Linked DNA regions of Mus musculus: region 2 is linked to region 1. The links are chromatin contacts, called in public HiChIP or PLAC-seq maps. All regions are on one chromosome and are shown on one strand. Each heading gives the region's core, a stretch centred on a gene start, on an enhancer-like site or on the middle of the called end of the contact. The rest is flanking DNA. Distances are from core to core; before and after follow the strand shown.

What was found. HiChIP or PLAC-seq counts read pairs in DNA pulled down with a chosen protein or histone mark.
Region 2: a contact with region 1 is called in an H3K27ac HiChIP or PLAC-seq map of embryonic stem cells, with 5 read pairs. The contact joins two enhancer-like sites. A contact is called at or near these places in 1 of 484 Hi-C or Micro-C datasets (the G1E-ER4 cell line), 3 of 115 datasets of contacts at active chromatin or transcription factors (all in embryonic stem cells) and 1 of 9 other capture datasets (adipose tissue).

The regions. Positions count from the first base shown.
Region 1 is chr14:34,188,013-34,195,144 of GRCm38.p6, forward strand. Gprin2 (G protein regulated inducer of neurite outgrowth 2) reads right to left here. Exons shown (of 2, transcript NM_183209.2): 2 at 6,429-7,132. The coding sequence ends at 6,432. Among named protein-coding and RNA genes, the nearest start is that of Gprin2, 10 kb to the right of the region's middle. RefSeq lists an enhancer at 6,109-7,132. Within about 2 kb of position 2,554, at least 18 of the 459 cell types and tissues checked have an H3K27ac peak or open chromatin away from gene starts, as enhancers often do. A contact at or near this core is called in embryonic stem cells, where this site is marked.
Region 2 is chr14:34,301,016-34,308,101 of GRCm38.p6, forward strand. All of the region lies in intron 2 of Shld2 (shieldin complex subunit 2), which reads right to left. Among named protein-coding and RNA genes, the nearest start is that of Shld2, 6.0 kb to the right of the region's middle. Within about 2 kb of position 2,341, at least 32 of the 459 cell types and tissues checked have an H3K27ac peak or open chromatin away from gene starts, as enhancers often do. A contact at or near this core is called in embryonic stem cells, where this site is marked.

The DNA of each region.
Region 1 (7,132 bases), core at 1,304-3,803:
CCTGAGATGCCGTGTGACCTGGAGTGACAAGGGGAATGCTTGTCTGGACAGTCACCCTGCCCCTCATGTAGGCAGAGAAGCCAGGGTGCCAGCTCACATTCACTTCCCATTCGTTCCCATGCACACCCTCAGCCCCTCCCTCTAAAACCCCTCTGTAAGAAACAGGTTCTCTCCAGTCCCTCTCCAGGCTCCCAGTATGCGCTGATCCCCAGCCAGCCTCGTCCTCCACGTAGAGATGCTGCCTCCCCACAAGGAGCTTCATGCCCACCCGGTCTGTCTCTTCTAGTCACCACCAAAGGGGGCTCACCTTCACGTCTAGCCTACCAGTATTCTCTGGTCTCTTCTGTCAAACATGCCTGGAATGGGGACAGTCCTGACGATCCACACCTTTTCCTCAGGCCTGGGAAGACTTTCTTCCGTAAGATAGGCAAGCACATTTGAGGCGTGAAATGTTGAAGGTTGAGCCAAAGGCCTACATAGCCACATGGGCTAGGTGGGAGGGGCAAGGTTCCCATTCCGACTCTCACACAGTCCATCTGGAGAATGCGTGTTGTCCGATCTCCCCCAGCAGGCCGTGGGCTACTGCACTGGCTCTGCCTTCTCTAGCTTTGTCGTCTCTGGATCCTCTACCCATGCTCCAGATTGGACCGGAGTCCCCCAGGAAGGGAGTAAGTGTTCGAAACGGATGTCGCAGTGAAATGACTGTCTACCCAGATGGGCCTTCCACCAGCCATGGGAGCTTCACTCCCCAGGGTGAATACTTCCCTACTCCCACTAGAGGCTCCACCCACTAAGTGGGTCTAATGCTGTGCCCCACCTTCCCAGTAGAGGGCGTCTGGCCACCCTTCTGGTGGTTTGGAGCAGCTGCAGCTTTGGCTGGAAAGTCAACCTCTACCCTTCACTTGATCTTAGCCAAAAGGCCACCTCTACTCTTAAGTCCTAGTTCCAGAGCAGGAGAGAACTAAGGGGACTCAAGACCCTGGACCTGGTAATCAGGCAGTGGCTAAGAAACAACTGTGCAAGCATGCCAAAAGACTTTGTAATTAAGACAAGCACTGTTTTAATGTAACATCTTAGAACCAGAATTCATGGAAATATGAACAGTAAAACATCTCCAATAAAGCAGGATGTCCTTGCTGACTTGTGCCTGCCTCAGCAATGCTCAGCACTATTCCTAGGCCAGTGACTTGCGACCACATTCCTATTCCTGCCCTGCCCAGAGGAGAGTCCACCTCCCCATGCACTGTGAGTTTAGGAATGGAAACTCACACAAGAGACCTATCCCCTCCTCCAGTATCGCCAACTCTACAGTAAGAAAACCAGAAACTCTCCCAAAGTAACACATCCAGGACGCTTACATACAAAATGTCATCCATGGCCACTGTCCTCCCAGACCCTTGTTTAAAACTGAGCAAAGAAAAGAGGGGACAGGACTGCACAGCCACTGTGGGGGAGGGCTGCCAAGGAGGCAGGACAAGAGGTACGGAGTGAGAAGACACATATGGAAACTTCAAGCCCTACAGAGGCTCCTTGCTTCAGAACTAGGAGGCAGATGTGGGCAGCTGGTATCAAAATCAGAAATCTCCTGACCCAGTCTCTAGTCCTGACTAACTGGATAGGAGCCCAGTTCCGCACAGGAAAGGCACAAAGGTAGGATGGTGTGCTTGTACTCACCCTACAAGGAGGCTCAAACCACACCCAAACCTAATGACAAGCCAAGCAAGATTCTGAACATATGAAAGAAGATAAGATGCATTATAAGCCAGAAAGTGTGCCCCCCAAACCTAGGACTCTGGGATGCCCTTCTTTCTGACCTCAGTCTTTGAGGCCACCCAGCAGGACCACGGACAACTTCTGATTCTTCAGAAATCCAGCAGAGCGACCCCAGTGAGATCTACCTGTCTAAGGATCTGCCCAGAAGCTGTTTTGCAAACTTGGCCTTTTAGTGTGTGTCCAAAGAAAAACAAAATAGGTGGGACAGGGTCTAGGCACTCAAAAATCAAGGACTCGGAGACCCAGACTAAGCCATGGCCTAAGGGAAATACCCCCAGGCCGTGGGAAGAGAAAGCCTCCGGTTTGGAGTGATAGGACCAAGGCCAGACAGGCCCCTGACATAAACTGAAGGAGGCTCCAGGGACAAGGATATTGGGACAGTGGCGAGACAACATATTCTAGGGACAAGAGAAATTGAGACAGAAAACATAAAGATGCTGGAGAAAGAACATCTATGGGAGAGTGTAGAAGGCCAGTTTGCTCTTGGGTGCACAGACATGATGGGGGAAAAAAAGGCACTGTAGGTCTTTTTCCAGAAAGATGCTGTGAAGTGAAAAGTCCCCAGCCAGGACAGACTGGGCAAGTCTGTGGGCACCTTAAAACTGAACACTCCCCACAGCCCAAACTTCAGTTCCTCAATTCATCTCCCTTCTTAATAAAGGGAGCCCAGGAAAGATGGGCTGCAGGATATGTTTGAAGAGCTCATGTTACAGGGCCCAGACCTCCCTCCTTGCTGCACTGACTCTGGCTATCTGCAAAGGAGAGGGTGGCCCATGACTCAGCACGAATTCTGCAGAGTCACCGCTCAAGGACAGAAAAGGTGACACGACATGTACCCAGCTCTTGCAGTAAGAGTCTGACGCCCATCGGCCTCGGTTTTTAGCATCTTCACCTTTCCCTGGCGCTCTTAGCTCTTTGTGTGTGACCACAGCACCCACACCAACCCCATGCTCCCCCAAGCCTACAGGTCAGCAGGGTCCCCAGGGCTTTCTAGGAATTCCCTCCAAAACAAGTGGGTAAAGTGTAGGATGTTTCTGAGGAGGTCCTTTCTAAAGGACAGACATTAAAGAGGTTCCTTTCTGACCCTCAAGATCACCTTCCAGGAAACTAGCAGGTTAGGGACTGTGCTAGAACAGCAGCCTTAGGGGATCGAGGCTAAGCAGGTGCTATGCCCAGGCCAAAGGTAGAGCTGGTCTCTGTTCCCCCTAGGATGAGAAGACAGAATAAGCAAATCTTTTTGTTTTTAATTCACTTTACATCCCACTCACAGTCCCCTCTCTCCTATCAGTCCCACCCTTACAAATCCCTCTCCCATTGCCCCCTCCCCTTCTCCGCAGAGAGGGGGATGCCCCCTTGGGTACCGCTTAGCTTACTGATCTCAAGCATCTAGAACAGTGTGTCAATCAGAAGCAGCTAAGATGGGGAAGGGACACTGGGCAGTGGAGTGAATCCTGTTAGACCATACCAGCCTCCATCTATTCTGAAGAAGAGGGTCCTGGGACTTGGTTTAGGTGATGCTGATTTTAACAAATTTGCCACAAATGACTCCCCCCAGTGATGTGGTGTGCACTGTGGGGGAGGAGCTGGGGGCTCATGATGACACTAGAATAATCCAGAGTCCCACTTCAGATTCCACAGGGGCCCTGCCCTGCCTGACAAGTTGGATGAGAACTCATGAAGGACTAGCCATAGCTTCAGATGACAAAACTGGGCCAGGCCAAATGACAAACGAGAAGGAGTTCAGCATGGACAGAGGCCAAGCTTCACCTTTAATCAAGATCACTAGTGTGGCAGAATTGCTTCTAAACAGTATCCAGAGGAAAAGGCCTGGGCAGTGTGTGGACCACAGGCCATATGGACTAGGTGATGGGCAGATGCAGGCACAAATGCATCTGCCTGTGGGTACACAGCACTCCCTTTGGGACAGATCCTAGGGCTCACTACAGAAGCCTACCCCCAAGGACCTGGAGCTTCCAAGCCTGCACACTCAAGAGCATGAGAGCCTGGGGCCTGCTGTCCACCCCGGGAAAGCCCGAACTCTGCTGTAGAGCCTCGACTGGCCCCAAGTCACATCCTTGATTGGTTTCTGTCCTTCCCTACCTCATTCTCCTCACCTCAGAGGACTGGTAGGGAGGGGATCTCCTCCTCTGCTTGGCTCTAGGAGCAATGGTTTCAGAGGTTCCCAGCCAGAAGGCACGTGTCCTATTCAGGGCACAAAACTGGGCCTGGATGAGGCTCTGAAGAAGGAACTTTAAGGGAATGCCATGTGGACTGTGGTGGCAGCCACATCCCCCACCCCCACCCCCTGGCCATGAAACACTGGGCAACACGGCCAGCACTAAGTTTTACGTGGGTTATGAAACTTCATTCTCACAAGCCAAAGCTAAAATATGGCTTCAATCCCATTTCAGAGCTGAAGAAGTTGCAGGTCTTCAGGGCTGGTGTCTAGCCCAAGACTTTATGAACACCAATGTGAATTCAGAATTCAATTCCCAGCTCTAGACACATAGGCTATGGTGGCCCTCCCCAAGCCCAAAGCATGGGGAGGGTCCAGTTCAGCTACTGTCAATTATCTAACACGTCCAGGGGTCAGAGATAAAACCAGGTGACATCTAAGGGGGTAGAGGACTCTTCCCTCTTCAGCACTGTGACTGCCAGTAGGTAAAGAGCCTGCATTTGAAGTAGTTCCCTAAGACGGTGATGGCAGCCTAGAATATACACAAGGGATATACTCCTGTGTGTTGCCTACAGAAAGGCAGTCTCGGGGGTGCTAAGCTTCAGGAAGCCAGGCTTCATCTGTCCTAAACCCAAGATGCTCGAAAGGAGAACGAGTAGACAGAAGGGGGTGGTCCCAGAAGACAGAGGGAAAAACCTGCCAGGACACGGAGCCCTTGGACTCTAGGGTTCATGCCTCAGAGGACAGAATTTACCAGATCAAAGGAAGCAAGACTAGCCATGCCCAATGCCCCCTTTCTGCCATGGCCTGTCAAAGCTCTAATCTCTCAACTTGTATTTAATTTTTATTCAAAATAAGACAAACATATACAGTGAGATCCATCACCTCCAAACGGGATCCCCAAATGTCCAGCCAGAGATCTAGATCAGAAATCTATAAGACAGTCAATGACCTTGTTCAACCCCTGGCCAGAGCACAGGCACTTGCCTTGGGTCACACAACTATTCAGACATGCCATGTCTGTAAGGAGTGTGCTTGACGCCTGGGAAAGGCATAGTACCAGTAAGACTACCCTACTATGAGGCTTCTTGCCTGGAGCCAGCCTATCTTGCCTTCTTTCTTTGATCCACTGACATGCCATTTCTGCTCCAAGCCAAAGGCCTCTGTTACAGTTTCCCTACCTCCTCTGCAGCAGCAGGACCTTGCTGACAGGGCAGATAAGCCACCTTTCAGTCCCTGTGGTCCCGGAAGCGCTCCCCTTACACAGCCTATTAGAGCTTCAATCCTACAGGAACTCAGGCCTGAAGCCCTTAGTCTACCTAACCCTGGAGCTCTAATACGATGACTGAAGGAGCCGTAGGCCAGGAGTCTGGGGTCTTCAGCAGACTGCTCCATCCTCCTGGGCCTTAAGAAGCCCTTGGGTAATAAAACCAGACGGAAAGACTCTGGGTCCCTCTCCCCACCCAAATCTACTGGTCCCCACAGCCCAGGCCATGCTAGGGCATTCCTAACACACAGGCCATTTCTAACCCTGACATTCAGAGTCTCTCAGCTCTAGCCATTTCCTACCTGGTAGGAGCCCCAAACCCAGTACCTCCACCCCCAAAGCCAGGCTCCCTCCCAGAACTGCACCAGGTAGATAAAATCCCATGGAGTGGGGCAGTAATGGCACTCTTTCAAGCACTGTAATACATTTGGGGACAGGTGGGCACTTATTCTCTACTTCCTGAGGCAGGGAGCCTGGCACAGTGACCTGCAGGGCAGGCTTTTGGAAACCCCCTCCAAGGATACAAGCAGCCCTTCTGTAATGGTCAGGTGCCCACACTTCATGGGCAGAGGATGTTTCTCACAGAGCCGCAGACTCAGTTAGTTCTCCCTGTCCCCAGCTACACTGAGCTGGCCCAGGTGTGTGTCGCAGGCTAACACCAGGGCTGGTCTAGCCCAGGCTCTAAGCCTTTCATTCCATATTGAACTACACCTCAGAGCTCATCAGCTAGATCTCTGCAAGACATCTGCTGTGACATCCGGAAAGTGGGGTAAAGAGGAGGAACCTCGACAAGGTCAGGTGACGAGTACAAACTGGGGCAATCCCACCACCTGGGACCTCCTGTGTAATGTCAAAAGTCATTAGTTCCTAGCAATTCTAGTAAAAATAAAACCACCAAGAGTCCCAGGGGAGTGACAGCAAAGGTCTGTGGGACAGACAAAACAAAAGGTTAAGTACTTTCACAGGAAAGAAATCGGGATTTCACTTCTGTGCAGTGCAAAATCCCTGTCCACATTTCAGAGCCCAGAATGGATAGAGAAGTGGCTCTTGGGATTCAAGCCCTTAAAAGACAGCCCAGCTGCATGGAACCACAAGCCCGAGCAAGGCTGGTATTCAAGTTAAAAGGTGAGTCCCGGTGGCATGGAGTCTCCACTGTGCCTGTCACTGGCCTAGAACCAAGTCTAGAGTCGTGGCCAGTTCCGGGGTCACAATTCCTCATTCTGGAGCCGCTCCAGAGCAGCCACAGCAGCTGGGTCTCCGCAGTGACTGCATGACCGCCCGCAGAGGGCCCCTCCGGCCCTCCGCAGACAGGCTGTCCTCACTGGCTGGTGCCTGCTGCAGCTGCTCAAACTGCATCTCCAGGTGCTTCTGGATGGCAATGCCGAGCACCTCAGGGTCCACAGAGGCTCCATACACCTCCCATGTCATGCCCTCGGCATCCCATCGTACATCCCTCACAGGTGACGATGCCTGTCGTAGGCCGGACTCTAGCATTACCTCTGGAAATAGGTTCAGAGTCTCAGGCGCTTCCAGGGATGGGCTGGTAGCCACAGCCTTGCAGGCTGCCGCGGGAGCTGCCTGAACCCCGGCATCCTGAGCCGATGCCACACCCAGAGCCAAATCGGTGGCTGAGGTCATGGTCCACACATCTTTGGTCCTGGAGCCAGACTCTGTGGCTAGCCCTGTAGGCCCCCAAGGGTGGACACAACAGTGAGGGTGCCCAGAAATCCCCCCAGACAACTTACAGTGGAATTTCATCCCACACTGGGCCTGCAACCCAGACTCACTGACTGACGCCACCAGCTTGGGAAAGGCCAGGATGCCTCTGGCAGGCAGGGCATGGCAGCAGCTACCAGCTACAGCCTCCCCCAGGGTGCAAAGCAGAGCTGCCGGAGGCAGAGCGTGGCAGGAAGTGG
Region 2 (7,086 bases), core at 1,091-3,590, 110 kb after region 1:
GATGGGTGAACACGACATCTGGCAACATCACTCATGATGTGTCACGCTTGAAGGGAAAGAATGTATTGATTTTGAGGTGCTGGAGATCAAACCCAGGGTCTTACCAATGCTAGACAAGCAAGTTAGCACTGTGCTACATGCTTAGGCCAGGAAAAACAATTTCTCTTCCTGACAATGTTCTTATTGCAAAATCTCTGCACACTGATTCTGTGGATCAGTGACATTCAACTATGGTATAAAGACAAATTAATGTAAAATAGCGAAGTTTTTTTTTGTTTTTGTTTTTTTCGAGACAGGGTTTCTCTGTGTAGCCCTGGTTGTCCTGAAACTCACTCTGTAGACCAGGCTGGCCTCGAATTCAGAAATCCGCCCGCCTCTGCCTCCCAAGTGCTGGGATCAAAGATGTTCAACACTGCTGGGCTTCTTTCTGTATCTTTAAAGTAGTATTATCCTAAACTGTGCTTGTGCTAAAGTACCACTGAAACAGAGACTCTGAAGAGTCTATCATTTCTGCCTTGGACAAAGGCAAAAACGTCTGACAACATATAGGCCAGGTTAGTGCTCTCAACGTTTTAAACTATGTGCCTGTGTCCTACACTGGTAGCAAGTCACTGAGAGCAACGTTATCAGAAAATCTGTCAAGATCATTCCAGCCCTTGGTTTTGATTATAACCCCCACAAGCTGAGGATGGTTTCTGTTCTGTCCTCCTGTCCAATAACACAGTAAATACCGGATCCCAAAGTTGTTTTTAAGCTGTTATTCAAAAGCTGGAAGCATGATCTTAAAATGATCACCATTACATAAGATATCAAAGAGAACTAGATTTTTCAGATTTTAGTATTGAAAACATCAAAACACAAGCATCATAATTCTCATATCATACTCCAGAAGTATTCCTCCATTCAAAGTTGTCTAGGGAACTACATGATCACGATGAAAAACAAAGAGGAAGGTAGTTCTTTTCTGTGGCAAACATGGTAAGTACTGTTGGTTGTTATGCTGGCTAGTTTTTGGTCAACTTGACACAAGCTGAGGTTATGTGGGAAGAGGGAAGCTCAATGGAGAAGATGCTCTTCGACCACGCTGGTCTGCGAGGCTAGTCTGTGGGGCATTTTCTTGATTAATGACTGACTTTGGAGTGTCCAGCCCACTGTGGCCAATGCCACTCCTGAACCTGCATAAGAAGACAAGGTGGCCAAGCATGGTGGCACTTGCCTTTAACCCCAGCACTCTGGAGGCAAAGGTAGGTAAACCTCTGTGAGTTTCAGGCCAGCCTGGTGTACATAGTAAGTTCCAGGATGGCCAGGGCCACAGAGAGACCCTGTCTCAAAATTCCAAAACAAAAAAGAAAAGAAAAACTGAGCAAACCACAAAAAGCAAGACAGTGAATAACATTCATCCACGGGTTCTGCTGAAGTGTCAGCCTCAGTTTCCCTCTTTGACAGACGGATGGACCTTGATCGGGATAGTAAGCCAAATAATGCCTTTCCTCTCCAAGTGTCTTTTATCATGATTTTTATCACAGAAAGATAAAGCAAACTAGAAAAGTTGATTGAAAGTAATTACTGCTTGGGGAGTGACCTCGGCCTTCCCTGCAGCCAAGGCATAGACTGCAATTTAGACCTAGCCTAAGATTACTGAAGAGGCATGGCAGCCTTTGGAAAGGATTATCTATACTAAAAAGAGGTAGGAATTGCTGCTGGGTCTTAGTACTCAGCTGTGCCTGCATGTGACCCCTGGAACTAAGACAGCCATCTTACAACCAGTAGGAAAAACATCACTAGCTATCTCAATATAAAACAGGGAGAAGAGTACTTTGGTATCTGACCTGACCTTTTGTACTTACCGTGAGAAAGCTGTCTCTAGGCTTGATAGGCAGCAGATATCTTAGTTTATGACTTGAGCTTAAGCCATTTTTATTTGGATATGCAAAAGCAGCCTAACTAACCCACTAGCAAGTATCTCTTCCCTCTGCGATCCAGTTCTAAAGTCAGAGCCCCGCCTTCTCACTGGCTCAGGACATCAGTGCCACTGATCTGGATCTTTCCTGCCTTTGGAAACTCTAAGTGCTCCTAGGGAGCAAGTGCGACTACACTGTATGACTCCAAGTAAAATTCTGTTTCTACCATAAGTCTCACTTTTTCCAGATCTAGAATATAGGTCCTACCTTTCAACTCCGCTTTATTACTATTCAAATGTCAACACAATATTAAATTGACCTAAATTTTTTTACAATTCTTTTTCCTGTTTTCTCAGCTTTCACAGCATCCTGTTTATTGCCCTCTGCTAACAGCTGTTTCCTTCCCCATCCATGCTCTCCTGCCGTCTCCCCCACCCCACCCCCCAACTTAAATAATGCAAACTCCTCCTCAGGTGCTGCAGCTGTCTCTCCCGGGGCAGAGCTAGGTTCCTATCCAGGATGGTCCCATCCCTGTTCCTGATGTCACTGCCCAGAGGCTTGGGCTCACAGCCATCAGTTGGTCTCCTGATTCCAGGATGTGAACCGTTCTTACTGAAGGAGTCCATGTTCTCCCTTTTCTACATTTCCTGTGGGTGTGAGCCAGCAGCACTGGCCATGCTACCACGCTGTGCTACCTTGTAGTTAATCTGCTCCCTACCTGCTCACTCCAGAACTCAGCGATGAGAGACCCAGTTGTAAGTGTTATAGCTCTGAGGGGAAAGGTATCCAGGCAGTCAGGAGCCAAGGAATACCACAAAGGCACACCACAGATCTCACACAACAGATTTATTGGAAAAACACAGAAGGGTGGCTGCCCTTGCTGGGGAGAGAAGCAGCCTCAAACTATTTTTATTATGTTTATTTATTGTGACCTAGCATTTTTAAGATTTCTTTTTCAAGATAGAGTTCCTCTGTGTAGTCCTGGCTGTCTTGGAACTTTTTCTCTGTAGACTAGGCTGGCCTCAAACTCAGAGATCTGCCTGCTCTGCCTCCAGAGTGCTGGGGGCAAAGGAATGTGCTACTACCACCACCTGGCATGGCATGTTTCTTTTTAAATGAGTGTTTGTGTGTGTGTGTGTGTGTGTGTGTGTGTGTGTGTGAGTGTTTGTGTGTGTGTGTGAGTGTGTGTGAGTGTGTGTTTGTGTGTGCCCACATGAGTTACTCAGCACCATGTGAAGGCCACCAGTAGAGGCCAAACTGGCAATGGATCCCTAGGAACTGTACTACAGATGTTTGTGGGCTACCATGTGGGTGCTGGGAACCAACCCCAAGTCATGTGCAAGAGCAGCACGTGCTCTTAACCTCTGAGCCTCTCTCCAGCTTTCACCTAATAAGTACACAAAGCTAAAAATCATGGCACTCGACGGCTTACAGGATAACTCAAACTGACAAGTCTCCTGCCTCCGACTCCCAAGTGATAAAATGACAGGCATGTGTCAACATGTTTGTCTCAGCTCTATTTACTAACTGATCCCCCCCCCCCCCCAAAAGCAAATCTTGCTGGGTGTGGTGGCACATGCCTATAAAACCCAGCATTTGAAGACTGAAGCAGGAGAATCTCAAGTCAGGGCTAATTTGAGGTCAGCATAAGCCACTTTAGACCCTGTCTCAAAAACATTCAAAAGGATAAAAGAAGCTAAGAATGGTGGCACATGCCTGTAATCCCAATACTTGGGAGACAGAAACAAAAGGATCTCTGGCTGGAGGTTAGACTATGCTACAGATCAAACTCAAGGTCAGCCTGCACTACACGATGAAACCACATCTTACAAAATAGTAAAGCAAACTACTTAGCAATAAATTTGCCTAAAGAAGTGCAAACTAGGAATGGTGGTGCAGACTGCAATCTTAGCACTTGGGAAGCTAAGACAAAGACATCATGTTCTGGTTCATCCCTACACACACACACACACACACACACACACACACACACACACGGAAACTCAAAGATCAGATCTTATTTTTATTAGTTTACTACACATTTTTTTGGAATCATAGACTGATACCTTAAAAGGTAATTCTACAAAAATACTTAAGTCAGATGTGTACAAATCTATAAATATAAAACATATTACTGTAGTCTTTAAGATTTTCAGTTCTTCTCATGATATTAAAGAGCTCGCAGTTTGAAATATGCTCACCACTGACACACCAGTTCTATAATTGTACAGAATTTCTGGGTTCCATTCTCTTATAAGTTTTGAGAACTGTCCCAAATTGATTTATAGATTCAACATAATCATCAAAATTCTGAATTCTTTACAAAGATCAGCAAGATCTTAAAATTTATATGGAAATTCAAGTGGCATAGAACCAATCACAAAAAAAAGAACAAGGTTGGAATATAAAACAAAACTATAATGAAAGGAGAAAGGAAAAGAGAGAGAGATCAAGAAAGAAAGGGAAGGGCTGGTGAGATGGCTCAGCGGGTAAGAACACTGACTGCTCTTCCGAAGGTCCTGAGTTCAAATCCCAGCAACCATATGGTGGCTCACAACCATTTGTAATGAGATCTGACACCCTCTTCTGGTGTGTCTGAAGACAGCAACAGTGTACTTATTATAATAATAAATAAAAATCTTTAAAAAAAAAAAAAAAAAAAAAAAAAAAAAAAAAAAAAAGAAAGAAAGGGAAGAAGGGATAGAGAGAGGGGGAGGGAAAGAAAAGGGAAGAAGGGAGACAGGGAGACAGGGAGGGAGGGAGGGAGGGAGGGAGACACCTATAAAACAAGCACTTGGAAGGTGAGGACAGACCAGTCTCAGTCACACAGCAAGTTTGAGACCAACCTGGGCTACATGAGACCTTGTCTCTAAACAAATGAAAAAGCTAGAATAATCAAAAAGTGTGGTGCTGATATAAAATGAATGAGGGCCAGAGAGGTGACTCAGTGGGTCAAGACACTTGCTGCCAAGTCTAATGGTCGGAATAGATTCCCAGTTCCACAAAGAGAACCTACTCCGGAAACCTGTCCTCTGACCTCCACACATGTGCTGCAGCAGCACACCCTGCTACATACAAGAGGAAAGTTTTAGTTAAAAGAATGGCCACGTGGATAAATAAAATGACATAACAACACGTTTAGTCAGTTTTATTTTCTACACAATAAGTTAAGACATATAAGTATATATATCATATTATATACACAAGATAACACTTAGAAAGGAGGGAAACACTTGCAAACACATATCTAACAAAAAACTTAGAGTACCAAAAGAATTCTCACAGTTCATTAGTGAAAGGGAACTAAGTGAGGTGGTAGATGCCTGTAATACCAACGGTTGCCAGAGATCAAGAGTACAAGGCCTTCCTCAGCTACAGAGAGATTTGTGGCCAGACTATGCTACATGAGACCCTGCCTCAAAAAAATAAATAAAAGGACATTCCAGGGATCAAGGCTTATGCCTGTAAACTCAGTACTGAAAAGGCAAGACTGCCTACGATTGGGCTATGTAAGTTAATGGCTAAACCTAAGGTATAAAACAAGACAAGAAAGGGTGAGTGAGCCAGGTATGAGGGCGTATAATTTTGATTCCAGCACTCAGGAGGCAGAGACAGGTAGAGCTCCTTAGGTTCAAGGCAAGACTGGTCTACAAAGTGAATTATAGGGCAGCCAGGGCTACACGACAAGTATAAAAGACATATAAGCAAACTTTTAAAATGAGCAAAGGATCTAAAGACACATCCCTAAAGCCATGTACAATAAGAAGCCAACAGCAAGGTGCTCAAGCTAACATCATCAGACTTCAAGCACAGGCCAGTGATTCCACTTAACACCCACTAGATGCTATAATCAAAAGGACAGAGACACACTGGTGAGGAGAAATGGGAGCCCATCTACAAGGACAACAGGTATTAAAATAGTTCAATCACAGAAACAATCTGATAGTTTCTCAAAACGGCAAACACAAACTTACCACACACCTACACTTCCCACCTAGACACCTAAGAGAACAGAGAAAAGATTTCTACACAAAAACTTCTACAAAAATGTTCATAGCCAGGTGATGGTGCCACACGCCTTTAATCCCAGGGCTCCAGAGACAGAGGCAGGTGAATTCAACACCAACCTGGTCTACAGAGCTAATTCCAGGACAGCAGAGCTACACGGAGAAACCCTGTCTTGAAGGGTGGGGGAAGTGTGACACTGTGGGTATAGCTCAGTGATAGATCATGAAAGAGAGAAGTACAACCAGGCAGTAAAGTGGAGAGTGACACGTGCTACATCAATGAATATACTTTTAAAACATGTTCAGTGAAAGAAGATAACCTCTAAAGATCATATACTGATTACATTTAAATAAAATGTACAGAATAGAAAACGTATACAGCCCTTCAAACTAAATAATTCATCCAATGATTTTTGCTCATATATTTATATGTATAAATTCCAGCTCTCTTCTAAAATCTTTTTTCAACTAATTGAAAGCACAAAAGAACACTATGAATCAAGAACAGAGCAAGATTGTAAAATAGCAAGGAAAAGTTGTATCAACCCCAAAGGCAGAAAACCAATTGGTCTTTGTTGAATGCCATCAAAGACTAAAATTCCTTTCAAGTTAAATTTTGGTCTCCTTTTGAAATGGAAATTACTATGCATAATTAAATTGTAATTTGGATATTATTTGTCTACTTTACACAGCAGTCAGATGTAAAATTAAGTAGAGCAAATATATGCTTTTTGGATAAGAAAAGATAACAATTTTGGAGTCAAATATGAAGTTTGACTCTTCGCCCACTTATTAGATAGGGGAACATCCAACAATGTGCCCCCAAGCCTCAGGCTGTCCTTGTAAGTAAGGAGTCACAGTACCTCCTTCTGGAAGAAAGGAAAACTCCATCTGTGTTCTAAACAGGGGTTAAAGAGGCGGGCCTGGAGAAGTTCACTCTTTCTCTTGGGGGATGTGAGAGAGTTGGGGGGAGGGTTCCTCACTATATAACCCAGGCTCCAATCCAAATCAGAGATCACCCTGACTCTGCCAAAGAGCATGGGCATGTGCTAACATGCCTGCTCACTCTAATTTTTAAAACCTACCAAGATTTTGTGTAACTTGCACGTAATGTTAAAACATTAGATTGTTAGATTTTGTGTAACTTGCATGTAATGTTAAAACATTAGATTGTTAGA